Regions from separate parts of the Sus scrofa genome. Here region 1 is linked to region 2. The links are chromatin contacts, called in public Hi-C maps. All regions are on one chromosome and are shown on one strand. Each heading gives the region's core, a stretch centred on a gene start, on an enhancer-like site or on the middle of the called end of the contact. The rest is flanking DNA. Distances are from core to core; before and after follow the strand shown. Region 1 overlaps TTC28 (tetratricopeptide repeat protein 28). Region 2 overlaps TTC28 (tetratricopeptide repeat protein 28).

Evidence for each region. Hi-C and Micro-C count contacts between places; a contact is called where the count stands out from the background.
Region 1: a Hi-C map of liver shows a contact between it and region 2, with 5 times the contacts expected there. The contact joins two enhancer-like sites. A contact is called at or near these places in 3 of 47 Hi-C or Micro-C datasets (alveolar macrophages, embryonic fibroblasts and liver).

The regions. Positions count from the first base shown.
Region 1 is chr14:45,732,858-45,739,198 of Sscrofa11.1, reverse strand. The region is part of intron 2 of TTC28 (tetratricopeptide repeat protein 28); the gene reads left to right. It also overlaps a transcript of CHEK2 not described here. Among named protein-coding and RNA genes, the nearest start is that of TTC28, 190 kb to the left of the region's middle. Within about 2 kb of position 2,783, at least 62 of the 83 cell types and tissues checked have an H3K27ac peak or open chromatin away from gene starts, as enhancers often do. A contact at or near this core is called in liver, where this site is marked.
Region 2 is chr14:45,638,139-45,644,292 of Sscrofa11.1, reverse strand. The region is part of intron 2 of TTC28 (tetratricopeptide repeat protein 28); the gene reads left to right. Among named protein-coding and RNA genes, the nearest start is that of TTC28, 280 kb to the left of the region's middle. Within about 2 kb of position 1,477, at least 2 of the 83 cell types and tissues checked have an H3K27ac peak or open chromatin away from gene starts, as enhancers often do. A contact at or near this core is called in liver, where this site is marked.

The DNA.
Region 1 (6,341 bases), core at 1,534-4,033, 94 kb before region 2:
CTAGCCTTAGATATCAGCAGTAGGAATTTGAAAGTGGTGTCTAAGAAAGAAGTGAAAGGATTTAGTGACACATTAGACATAAGAAAGGATGTTTTAGTTTGTGATCCTGGAAGAATAACAGTGCTATGGATAGATAACAGGAAAATTAGGAAGAGAAATTGATTTGGGGGCAGATTGATGAATTTGATTTGGAATTTACTGAACCTTCCATGTTAGTAGGATATCCAAGCTAAGCTGTGCAGAATGATTTGGATACATATAGAGTACATATTTAGAACATATACACAATATTGGTTATTTGTGACTGCTGCCTGCAGTATGTAATTTCAAGAGCAAGCCTTTTACTTATATTTTTTAGTATCTGGAGCAGAGGTTGGCAAATAATAGGTGCCTAAATCATAGGCACTTAATAGTTTTATTGAGCAGAGAGGTAAAATTGGTGTGTAGCTATGATGCATGTCGTGGAAAGGGCATAGGCTCTAGAGTCAGGTCACCATGGTTCTGAACCACCTTCTATGTGTTGTAGTCTTAATTGATTGAGCAAATGACCCTTCTGAATTTTAGTGTCCTTATCTGGAAAACTGAACAATAAGATTTTCCTTCCAAGGCTGTGAGGTAATGAATGTAGGCATAGGTCCTGGCATAGAGTAGTGGCTTAAGGACTGGTACTTATTTCTTCATCTGTAATTGTTCATATTATTATCCGTAAAAGATAATAATTTCACCATTGAATTTCATACTCTTAGTCTTAGAAAGAATCTCAAAAGTAATTTGTGTTAGTTAATTGTTTTGGATATTTTAGTGACATTTATATCTGATATTGTTAGTGTCCATTCTGCATATAATCACCCACATCAGCCAATACTGCTTAATGTATTATAAAACTCTGAGAGTAATAAGTTACACATTGTTGGAACAATGGAGCGATGATGCATCAGTTGCTATTATTTTGAAAATCAGTTAGTATGTTAGTAGCTTAGGCTACCTATTAATTCCCAGCTATCAAAGTAGCCTCATGGTGGGATAAGAATTGCTAGGCCTGTTGGATGACAAATAATAGAATTATATAGTACTTTGTATTTGGAGATGTATCTCCTTAAATAGGATGGAATCATTTTACAGAAGATGAATGAAATCCAATTTCTATAACAATATTTTTTTATAATATTATTGCTAAATATAGAGGAGTGGAGTCCAGTCTTGATTAAAATTTTTATCTAGTCAAATACCTTAAATCTTTTTCCTTCAAAGTCACACTTTTAGATTTTATAGCCCTTTGGTTTAGAAATCTTTTCTATTCCTTTTTTTCTCCTGATATAATTCACAAATCTAGGTTGTTTGAAATGGTTTCCTGATTCGATAGGTCTGTTCTAGCTCTGATGCCTTGGAAGCTGCTGGGGGCCTCTGAAACTGTATGCTTGCTTTTACTTTTTTGCTTTGGAGCAGATGTCGTGGCACTAAGACCCAGAAACCATTTGCTCTGTGTGGCTGGAGCTGGGCAGGCTGTGCTTGCACTAAGGGAAGGAAGTCATTAGTGCAGACTGAGCTGTGGAGTTGGGTTCTTGCAGGATTTCCTTCCAGCCTTTCCCCACTAAGGTTCTTGGGAATTAAAAAAAAAAATCTAAACACACAAACCAAGTTTTCCTATTTACAGTGTTCAGGGAAGGTAGGCATTTCGGAAAGAGCAGATCCTTTCCCCAAGTTATCCAAGAAGGAAGAGAAAACAACAGCGTAAAGAAGCTCTGATTACAGATCTTTGGAATTTTCTTTGCTAAATTTTACAAACGAGAAATACACCCAGAATTTTGGGAATTGCTCCAGGCTGCGCGTGAGGGTTTGATTGCTTGTCTAATCTTTTTTGAGAAGAGGAGAATTCGCCAAAAGGGGTTTGGATGGCAGAAGCCCGGCTGGGTTTCTGCAGCAGCTTGCGTGCTCGATCTCTCTGAGGGAGGGTCTCTGTAGCCGGCTTGGAGACCCCCTGCCGCAGGCTTCTTTCGCAGACACTGGCCTGAGGGGAAAATGCTCCGCTCTGGCTGGAGTACGCTGGTTGCTGCTGGGACTTCCTAGCCCGGTGGGAAGTGTGATCGTGGTTTGGGGATACTTTCCATTGAACTGAAGGCGAAAAGACTGGACTCTCCTGGGCTTTCTCCCTTCACAGTGAATATGGGAAAGAATTAGGGGGTGGGAGGGAGGCAGCATGACTTGCAGTCGCGGCTGCCCTGCATCTGCCCCCAGCCCCCAGCCAGCATCTTGATGTTCCACGTATCGGCTGTACAAATATGATGAAATGGCAGCCCCGGAAGAAGGTAAGTGTCCCGGAATGGGGACGGGGCCCTGATGCCCGACTCAGGGAGGGGTGACAGGGGGCGGTTGCCCTCGGGCCCCTCCACCCCTTCCATAGTTTGCTGGCCGGGCAGGTCCAAGCAGATCTGTCCCTTTAGGTCTTAGGCCAGTCCCTTAGGGACGAGTTTACCAAGTCTGGTCTGCATCCACTGCCCTCTTAAGTTTTTCCTTCTTGGTATGCTGGGACTCTCAAGGGTGACAGCTCAGAAACATCCCTCTGCTTTAGAAGCCTGGCGGAACCAGCGACACATTAGCTTTGCAGGAGCCAGTCAAGAGCTGCCAGGGTCTAAGGACTCGGTGGCGCCTCGTCTATGGGGGCCATTTGGGGCTGTATCCCCGGCACATTCCAGTGTCCCCTCAGGTGGCTTTGTAGCACCTACTTCCCCAAGGGGTTAATAGGCTCTGAGCCGCTGGCAGCCGCTTCCCCAGGGCCCCGCTGGGGGGCGAGCATCCCTAGTACAACCGCCCAGCAGCTGGTTCCCGGGCAGGGGGGCTGAGGGGCCTCCAGTGTGAGGGCCGGGGGCTGGGCCTTCTGCCCGCGGGGCTCCTGGGCGCCGCGTGGGCCCGCATTGAGTGCACGCGCCGGCCATTGTCACGGGTGTGTGTGCGTGTCAGCGTGCACGGGCGTGTGTGCATCGATCGTGGGGAAGAGGGGGAGGGGGCACTTTGCTTTTTGTGAGATTATTTCCTAATATGGCTCCTTTGTTGAGAACTCAAGGAAAAAAAAAATCCAGTGGTTCTATGAAAATAAATTGCTATTGGTCCCAGAAATAACGTTTCTAAATGTGGGACCGGTCGCTACCCCAGGACGTTCAGGGAGAAAGACAGCTTTCTTCAAGTTGTTGGCGGCTGTAGCTTTGGTTAGGGCTCCCTTTTGCTAACTTGTCTGTCTGGCGCTGTTAGGTGAACCTAGTGGTTCCCTGCATAGCAGGACTTTTCCCCCTTCTTCAAATACCTCATTTGGCCGTGGTTTTTATTGACATTCTTCCGAAGGAAAACATAGCAAACTGAATGTGCTGTGCCCCTCCCCAGCAGTGACCTGTCTCTGTTAGCAGCTGCCTGGTGTTTTACTTTAACTAGCTAAACTGACTCTTTCTTTGTGGCATGATGTGTGATACCATGTTTTACATCAGAGATGAAATAGAAATCATGTGTGAAATGCATAAGAAGATATTGTGCATTTGTTTTATTACTAGAAAATCTAACAAACCCTCCTTCAGTACAGCCTGGTGAATTGAAAGATTTTTTTTTTTTTTTTTGATATCTAATTTGCTGCCTGAAACGAAGTCATTTCTACCTCATTCTGAAGTCAGAATCTCTCATATATTAGTTCTTATCATGGAGCTTCTTTCAGTGAGATTGGTTTCATTTATTTCAGTTAGATCAATACGTCTCCCCCCCCCCCATAAAAATCAGTTAGGATGAGGAGAACCCATAGAAGTAACCATATAATTAAGCAATTAAACAGATGCTGTGTATTCCTGAAGCCCTAACTCCAATTTCTTCTGTATTTGTAAATTACATATTTATGAGTACTTTTAAGATGTCTGCAAACTATACATTCATAAATGTCTGTTTTCTCTATTGTACCCAATATGCAGTAACTCATGTGGTTATGTCTGTGGAAACCCCTCTGGGTACTGGTATTGCTTGAACCACGGAAGTATTATTCTTGGCAGTCAGGTGTATTTCTGGACTCTGGAAGATTCTGTTTCAAGTGTTAGGATTCACTCTGCAGTATTTACTCACTCTCCGATGCTTAAATTGCTATACCAGAAGGTTGTGTTTATTCACTGTGTTCATAATCCCAAATCATCATGTTATAAGGATCCAGATATCCAAATTCTGCAAAGTTCATGGAAGATTAAAAAATAAGCTGAGCCATCAAATACTGTGTGATAATTTGGTGATGGCTTGAGAACCATTCCTCCTTCTTCTGCATGGGATTGGAATCTTCCTTGAAAGAGTATTCAACTTGGGTAGGGCACCAGTAAGCCTTTGCAAAGATTAGGTTCATTTTTTCACTCTTGCAAGAATATTCACATGATCAGATCATGTCGTGGTTTCTGGCTGGGTCTGCTAACACATTTGTAGTGGTAGAGTCACATGCCATGTGTTTAGTCAAACTGTTTCATAAAAACCATTTACACTGCAGATGATAAGTGATACTGCTTTGATGTGATTTTAACAAAGCTAGGAAGATCATCTTAGAATGCCGCCCCAAGCAGCATTTGCTATAACTAGGCTTATGACTAAGATTGGTTGGTAACTTGTTATGGTGCTCTGTCAGCTGCTACCAGTGCTGACTTTTGTAAATTCTGGACTCACTGTAAGAGAATGACCGTAGGTTCTAGGTTTCTTTGTTTCTAACTGAGCATGCAGTGGTGGTACAGGATTAAAGGGCTGAAGGGGAGCTCTTTACTCTTATTTCCTCTGCTTATTTTCTGGGTTTAAATAAATACTAACATTTAAGATAATAGGCTCTGGAGTATTCAATTAGAGTTTGCTACCTTTTCACAGAGAAGCCACCGGAACATGGTTAATCATGTTAGCCATAGCTTTGCTCCCTCACTTCTGGGTACTAACACCAAGATGCTCTTCTTCCCACTCCTTCTTGAAGAAACACAGTGATTTTATCTACCCCTGAATTCCTAGAGCATGTAGAATCTATGCCCTTTTAGGCTGGTTGTCCTTTACTGATAGTAACCATTTTTTTTATCTTAGCTTCAAGCTCCTTGAGTTCAGAAACCATACTTTAGACCTCTTTTTGGTGCCAAGGATAATATACTTGCTCAATAAATATTTATTTGATATAAAATTAATTAAGAACTACTCCTTTGTAAAACTTTTATTTTTAGGGTGGTATGAATTTTAAATGTAAAAAGGTTCAAAATATTTTAGTTAACTCATAGATATTAGATTGTAAGGGATTATTAAAGAAAACCAGAATATTTTGGCATTCACTTCTAATCTTTGGTAGATGACATTGGGGAGTGGGCAGCTACATTTTCCACACAATTTCCCTGGGCATTCCTTGTTAAGATACACTACTAGGTAGGCTCTTTGGATCAGGCTTCTGATCCAGTGTCACAATTTTTTCATTTGCATAACCTTCTTGACCTGGCAAAATATACTTTCCTCTGTTTTAACTTTAAGAGGCTATCATGCAACACATTATTTTTATCCTGTACTTACAGAAATGATAGTAATTAAAATGCTCATCTCATAGGAATATGGTTATTTACAATTTTGAAGTGATTTTTGCTCTTTAAAATCCAAGGATTAGTATCAGATAACACCGTGTAAATAAGACTACAGTCAAAATCTTCAGGAAAGCTGCTGCTGATTGGATTTTTTCATTGCCTATCTAATGTAGTTTTACTGTTCACACATAATAAAAGATCATTAATAGTAATATATCACATAAACTACATTAATTATGTCATTTGAGAATCATATGATGTATTTATCTTGTTATACTTGTCGCATTAATATAATGTGAACCTGGCTTCTTAAATGACTTACAGAGCTTCATTTAAAAAGCTTATTTGAAAGCTCACTTGCATCCTATAAATTTGTGTCTTGGGATAGCTTATTACTTTTACAAAAGAGTGTATTTCAAATCCTTGCACTTTTTCCTTGATAAAGTATTTTGTTTCTGGATTAGCAAGCTGAATCTCAAATTTTAATACAGCTACTACGTTAGTTTGTTTATAGTATAAAATTAGATATAAAAATAAGCATCAAGGACAAAAGTAGTTTTAAGAAGTCTTAGAAATTTCCTGATAAAGGTCTTTCTCCAAATCCATTCTATACACCATTTCTATATCAGTGCAACCTAGAGACCCAGGTTTTGATTCTGGTAGTTCCCATGACTTGTGCCCTTGAGCATGTCGTTTAACCTTTCACATGTGACTCCCCACTGTTATAGTTTAGCACCTCAGTATCACTTGCTAGATCTATTGCAGATAGCATCCTAATGATTTGTCTTATTTTTG
Region 2 (6,154 bases), core at 228-2,727:
AGCCACGACGGGAACTCCCTGGGTGTCTTATTTTTACTGTAATCCTTCCTTGCTCCCCTTCCTCTAAATTATTTGCATTGTCTGTATGTAAAAAGTCCTGTATGTTATAGAGATTGGCAATCTGTGAAGGGTATACCAAGGCTGTTAAACAGTTTTCATGGATATTTATGTCCACCAGTCCTATTCCTTGTCACTTGCAAAGGCTATTATCAGCTACCTGCACTAACAAGTGGCTTTTAGTTCCTGCATAATTTGTGGCCCATTATCAGCCAGCTTGGTAAGTTGGTGAGTTGGTGTCACTGCTCCTGACTTTTAGATGTTTCCAATGATCATATAGTTGATCAGTGTTTTAGATAAGAGCTCTTAGCCAGCACATGTCTTCAACCCTGGCTGTTCAAGTTGCTGTCTGTGATCCAATCTGACATAGTAGAATGAAAGCAATGCACAGCCATTTTGACAAGGTTGGTAATATCTGGCATAAAGAATGAGGAACTGTGAGCTAATACATAGATAGTTAGACAAGCCCGAGTCAATATCCCAGATCTGCTACCTATTACCTTCTGACCTTGAACATTTTTTATTTTCCCTTCTGAACATTAGTATCTGCTTAGTAAAATGGGCTAATGTTATCTATTTCATAGATTGTTGTAGAGATTAAATGATACATATATGAAAAGCATCCATGGTTGTACCTTTTTGTTTACTAGTGCATTTAGTGTTTGTTTTCCTTTAATTTACATAAACCATCCCTATAACCAACTCTCACCCTGAATATCTAATAACAACTTACAAGGTTTTAAGGTAGAATGAGTGTTTCAGTTTAGTTATGTGAAATAGTTTCTTCCCTATGAATGCTGGCTTTTTTTCTGAAAGTTTTAACATTGAATGAATTCCCAATTACTTTAATAAATTTTGTTTGAAATGAAGATGATGGTCTGTGTAACTATTTAAGATCTCTTCAAACTCTGTAATTTTATAATTCTTTGTCTTTTTTATTTTTTATTTTTTTTTAATGGTCACACCATGATACATAAATGTTCCTGGGCCAGGGATTAAATCCAAGTTGTAGCTGCAACCTACACCACAGCTGCAGCAATGCTAGATCCTGAATTAACCCACTGCATTGGGCTGGGGATCAAACCATACCTCTGCAGCAACCTGAGTCACTGTAGTCAGATTCTTAAACCGCTGTGCCGTAATGGGAACTCCTTTGTCAGTTTTGAAAAACCAGCATAATATGCCTTTCTGGGTTTTAAGTTCTGATTTCTATACCGTAAAGTCTTTGGAAAAAAGTGTCAGCTTCACAAGAACTTTTTCTTGTTTATGTACCCAGAGTATTAATGTTTTTGTGATGATGTTTTCTTTTAAAAATAAAAACAACTAAAAATAAATTTCTTTGCCAAACTCTCAAAGTTCCTTTGCCTTGGACTTTGTGAGCAAACTCATGCAGATCCATAAAAGGTCATTGGCAGGCACCTTGGCTAATTCAGTGACTTTGGCTCTTTGAGAAGAGTGAGGCTGAGGGAAGTGGGAGGATAGGAGGGCTGGGAAAGGAGATGGTTCTAGACTTGAGGACTCAGTAGTCCCATTTACTATATAAGGATCTTTAGGGAATGATTACTAGCATTTTTCCAGCAGTTATCATTTTTCCTTCCTGTGAGTTTTTTATTTCAGGGTCATAGTTGTGGAAGTTCTATTAACCAGCACTTTATTGCTTGTAATATGACATATTCATTTGTGGTTCCAAATATTTGTGGCTCTTGTGGTTTTTTTGTTTGTTTGTTTTTGTTTGTTTTAATTTTAAATAGGTCTGAAATACCCAGGGCTATAGTTAAGGATAAAACAAAGAATGTCACAGTCACCTCCAAGGGGGAGAGCCAGTGAGTCCTGCAGGCTGTGAAAACTCAGGATACTGGCCCTGACAGCAGAGGTGCATATCAAAGGGATGATTCCAGGGAGCCCAGGCCTCTTTTGTTCCTGTTACCTGCCCTTTGTTGCAGAAACTCATATATATCTTAGTTCCTCCCTCCCCTCCTGGAAGGTGACATTAAGACCAGCTGTTTTAAGACAGGGATGCCCACTCTCACCACTGCTCTTCAACATAGTTTTGGAAGTCCTAGCCACAGCAATCAGACAAACCAAAGAAATAAAAGGCATCCATATAGGAAGAGATAAAACTGTCACTGTATGCAGATGACATGATACTATACATAGAAAACCCTAAGGACTCAACCCAAAAACTCCTTGAACTGATTAATAAATTCAGCAAAGTAGCAGGATATAAGATTAACATTCAGAAGTCAGTTGCATTTCTGTATACCAGCAATGAAACATTAGAAAAGGAATACAAAAATACGATACCTTTTAAAATTGTACCTCACAAAATCAAATACCTTGGAATACACCTGACCAAGGAGGAAAAGGACCTATATGCCGAGAACTATAAAACTTTAATCAAAGAAATCAAAGAAGATGTAAAGAAATGGAAAGATATTCCATGTTCCTGGATTGGGAAAATCAATATTGTAAAAATGGCCATACTGCCCAAAGCAATCTACAGATGCAATGCAGTCCCTATCAAATTACCCATGACATTTTTCACAGAACTAGAACAAACAATCCAAACATTTATATGGAACCACACAAGACCCAGAATTGCCAAAGCAATCCTGAGAAACAAAAACCAAGCAGGAGGCATAACTCTCCCAGACTTCAAGAAATACTACAAAGCCACAGTCATCAAAACAGTGTGGTACTGGTACCAAAACAGACAGACAGACCAATGGAACAGAATAGAGAATCCGGAAATAAATCCTGACACCTATGGTCAATTAATCTTTGACAAGGGAGGCAAGAACATAAAATGGGAAAAAGAAAGTCTATTCAGCAAGCATTGCTGGGAAACCTGGACAGCTGCATGCAAAGCAATGAAACTAGAACACACCCTCACACCATGCACAAAAATAAACTCCAAATGGCTGAAAGACTTAAATATACGACAGGACACCATCAAACTCCTAGAAGAAAACATAGGCAAAACACACTCTGACATCAACATCATGAATATTTTCTCAGGTCAGTCTCCCAAAGCAATAGAAACTAGAGCAAAAATAAACCCATGGGACCTCATCAAACTGAAAAGCTTTTGCACAGCAAAGGAAACCCAAAAGAAAACAAAAAGACAACTTACAGAATGGGAGAAAATAGTTTCAAATGATGCAACTGACAAGGGCTTAATCTCTAGAATATATAAGCAACTTATACAACCCAACAGCGAAAAAGCCAATCAATCAATGGAAAAATGGGCAAAAGACCTGAATAGACATTTCTCCAAAGAGGATATACAGATGGCCAACAAACACATGAAAAAATGCTCAACATCGCTGATTATAAGAGAAATGCAAATCAAAACTACCATGAGATACCACCTCACACCAGTCAGAATGGCCATCATTAATAAATCCACAAATAACAAGTGCTGGAGGGGCTGTGGAGAAAAGGGAACCCTCCTGCACTGTTGGTGGGAATGTAAACTGGTACAGCCACTATGGAGAACAGTTTGGAGATACCTTAGAAATCTATACATAGAACTTCCATATGACCCCGCAATCCCACTCTTGGGCATCTATCCGGACAAAGCTCTACTTAAAAGAGACACATGCACCCGCATGTTCATTGCAGCACTATTCACAGTAGCCAGGACATGGAAACAACCCAAATGTCCATCGACAGAGGATTGGATTCGGAAGAAGTGGTATATATACACAATGGAATACTACTCAGCCATCAAAAAGGATGACATAATGCCATTTGCAGCAACATGGATGGAACTAGAGAATCTCATCCTGAGTGAAATGAGCCAGAAAGACAAAGACAAATACCATATGATATCACTTATAACTGGAATCTAATATCCAGCACAAATGAACATCTCCTCAGAAAAGAAAATCATGGACTTGGAGAAGAGACTTGTGGCTGCCTGATGGGAGGGGGAGGGAGTGGGAGGGATCGGGAGCTTGGGCTTATCAGACACAACTTAGAATAGATTTACAAGGAGATCCTGCTGAATAGCATTGAGAACTATGTCTAGATACTCATGTTGCAACAGAAGAAATGGTGGGGGAAAAACTGTAATTGTAATGTATACATGTAAGGATAACCTGACCCCCTTGCTGTACAGTGGGAAAATAAAAAAAAAATATTAAAAAAAAATAAAAAAGACCAGCTGTTTTTATATCTAGGTCTTTAATCCATTCGGAGTTTATTTTTGTATATGGTGTTAGGAAGTCATCTAATTTCATTCTTTTTTATACTGTTGATGGGAATGTAAATTGGTGCAACCACTGTGGCAAACAGTATGAAGATTCCTCAGAAAAGTAAAAATAGAATTACCATTTGATCCAGCAATCCCACTCCTGCGCATCTATCCAGAGAAAACCATGACTTGAAAAGACACATGTACTCCAATGTTCATTACAGTACTATGTACAGTAGCCAAGACATGACATGGAAACAACCTAAATGTCTATTGACAGAGGAGTAGATAAAGAAAATATGGTACCTATACACAATGTAATATTACTCAGCCATTAAAAGTAATCATGGCATTTGTAGCAACATGGGTGGACCTAGAAATTATCATGCTAAGTGAAGTCAGTCAGACAATGAGACACCAACATCAAATGCTGTCACTTACATGTGGAATCTAAAAAAAGGCCACAATGAACTTCTTTGCAGAACAGATACTGACTCACAGACTTTGAAAACCTTATGGTTTCCAAATGAGACAGGTTGGGGGGTAGGGGGATGCACTGAGGCTTTGAGATGGAAATACTGTAAATATTTGGTTGTGATGATTGTTGTATAGCTATAAATGTAATAAAATTAATCAAGTAAATACAAAAAAAGACCAGCTGGTTAAAGTTATTTATTTTGATAGAGAAAGGTATTATGACTAATGTACTGAATAAAACTTCAGTCAAGGCAGCAGTATACTTCAATGGAAAGAAGCCAGTTGCTTTGAAGTTAGATCTGAGTGTGAATCCTCTGGTTTCACATGGGTCCAGGGCCTTAGCACCTTGGGAAGTGAAAGGAAAGGAAAAATCTTCACTTCCTCTTCCTAATTAAAGTCAAGGAGACACATTTTCTCACCCCTTTAGGAAACTTCCCTATCCCAATGAGCTATATCTTATTTCATGCAGATTATAGAATTAGGATGATCACAGTAACTTTGAGAATAGGGCATAAATGGAACGCTTGTGTGGTTTTTAACTGTAATAATTTGCATCGCTAATAATACTAATCAGAAGAATGGATTTGTTATTTTCAGTTGTATTTTCTTTAAACATTTCAGATTTTTTAGCATGTTAGAGACTTAGTCCTACAATTTCCTTAATGCTTTCAGATTCTTGGTTTGGCAAGTGGTATCATGATTTCATACTAATACTAGTAACAAGGTATTTGTCATGTGTTCATTCTTAAGCATATTTCAAAGTGACCTTAATATCTGATTTTTTGAATCAGATTAGAAAGCTGAGGACATTTTGAATTGAGCTTAGCTTATTTTATTTTATTTTTTTTACACAAAGTAAATTGGAGATTTGTTATTACAGGAATATTTTCTTATGTATAAAGTTTTAGAATCACTTGAAGCAGAGTGGAAAGCAGATGCTGAGAGCAGTGAAATGAAATAGGTAAAAAGTTCATAAAGGAATGAAATTAATACTGCATATGTAAATTTGGACAAATGGCACTTCATTTCTCCCATCTTTTAAAAATAAAACTGAATTTTCACTTCACAAATCACCCATTTTGGTGACTGGTTTTTGAATTTCTAGTGCCTATAACATGCAAAATGGAGTGTGAACCACTCAGACTTGCCCTCAGTTCATGCCCCTGAGCATTTTATAGAGTACACATCTCTGTCTAATGATAACAGGGAAGCTTGTTTGGGATTTGAGTTTAGTTTAAAGAAAGCATGGTTGAATTTGCTGTTATTTTCTTGGTAATATTGCTTTAGATAGTGTATGCTTCATTATTCTCTGGTCAGTGGCTCTTCTTCAAGACTCAGCTTGAAGGCACTTGCTGTAATATAGTCTAATTTGTCTAATATAGTCTAATTTGTTTGGAGTATAGTCTAACTTGTTTGGAATAT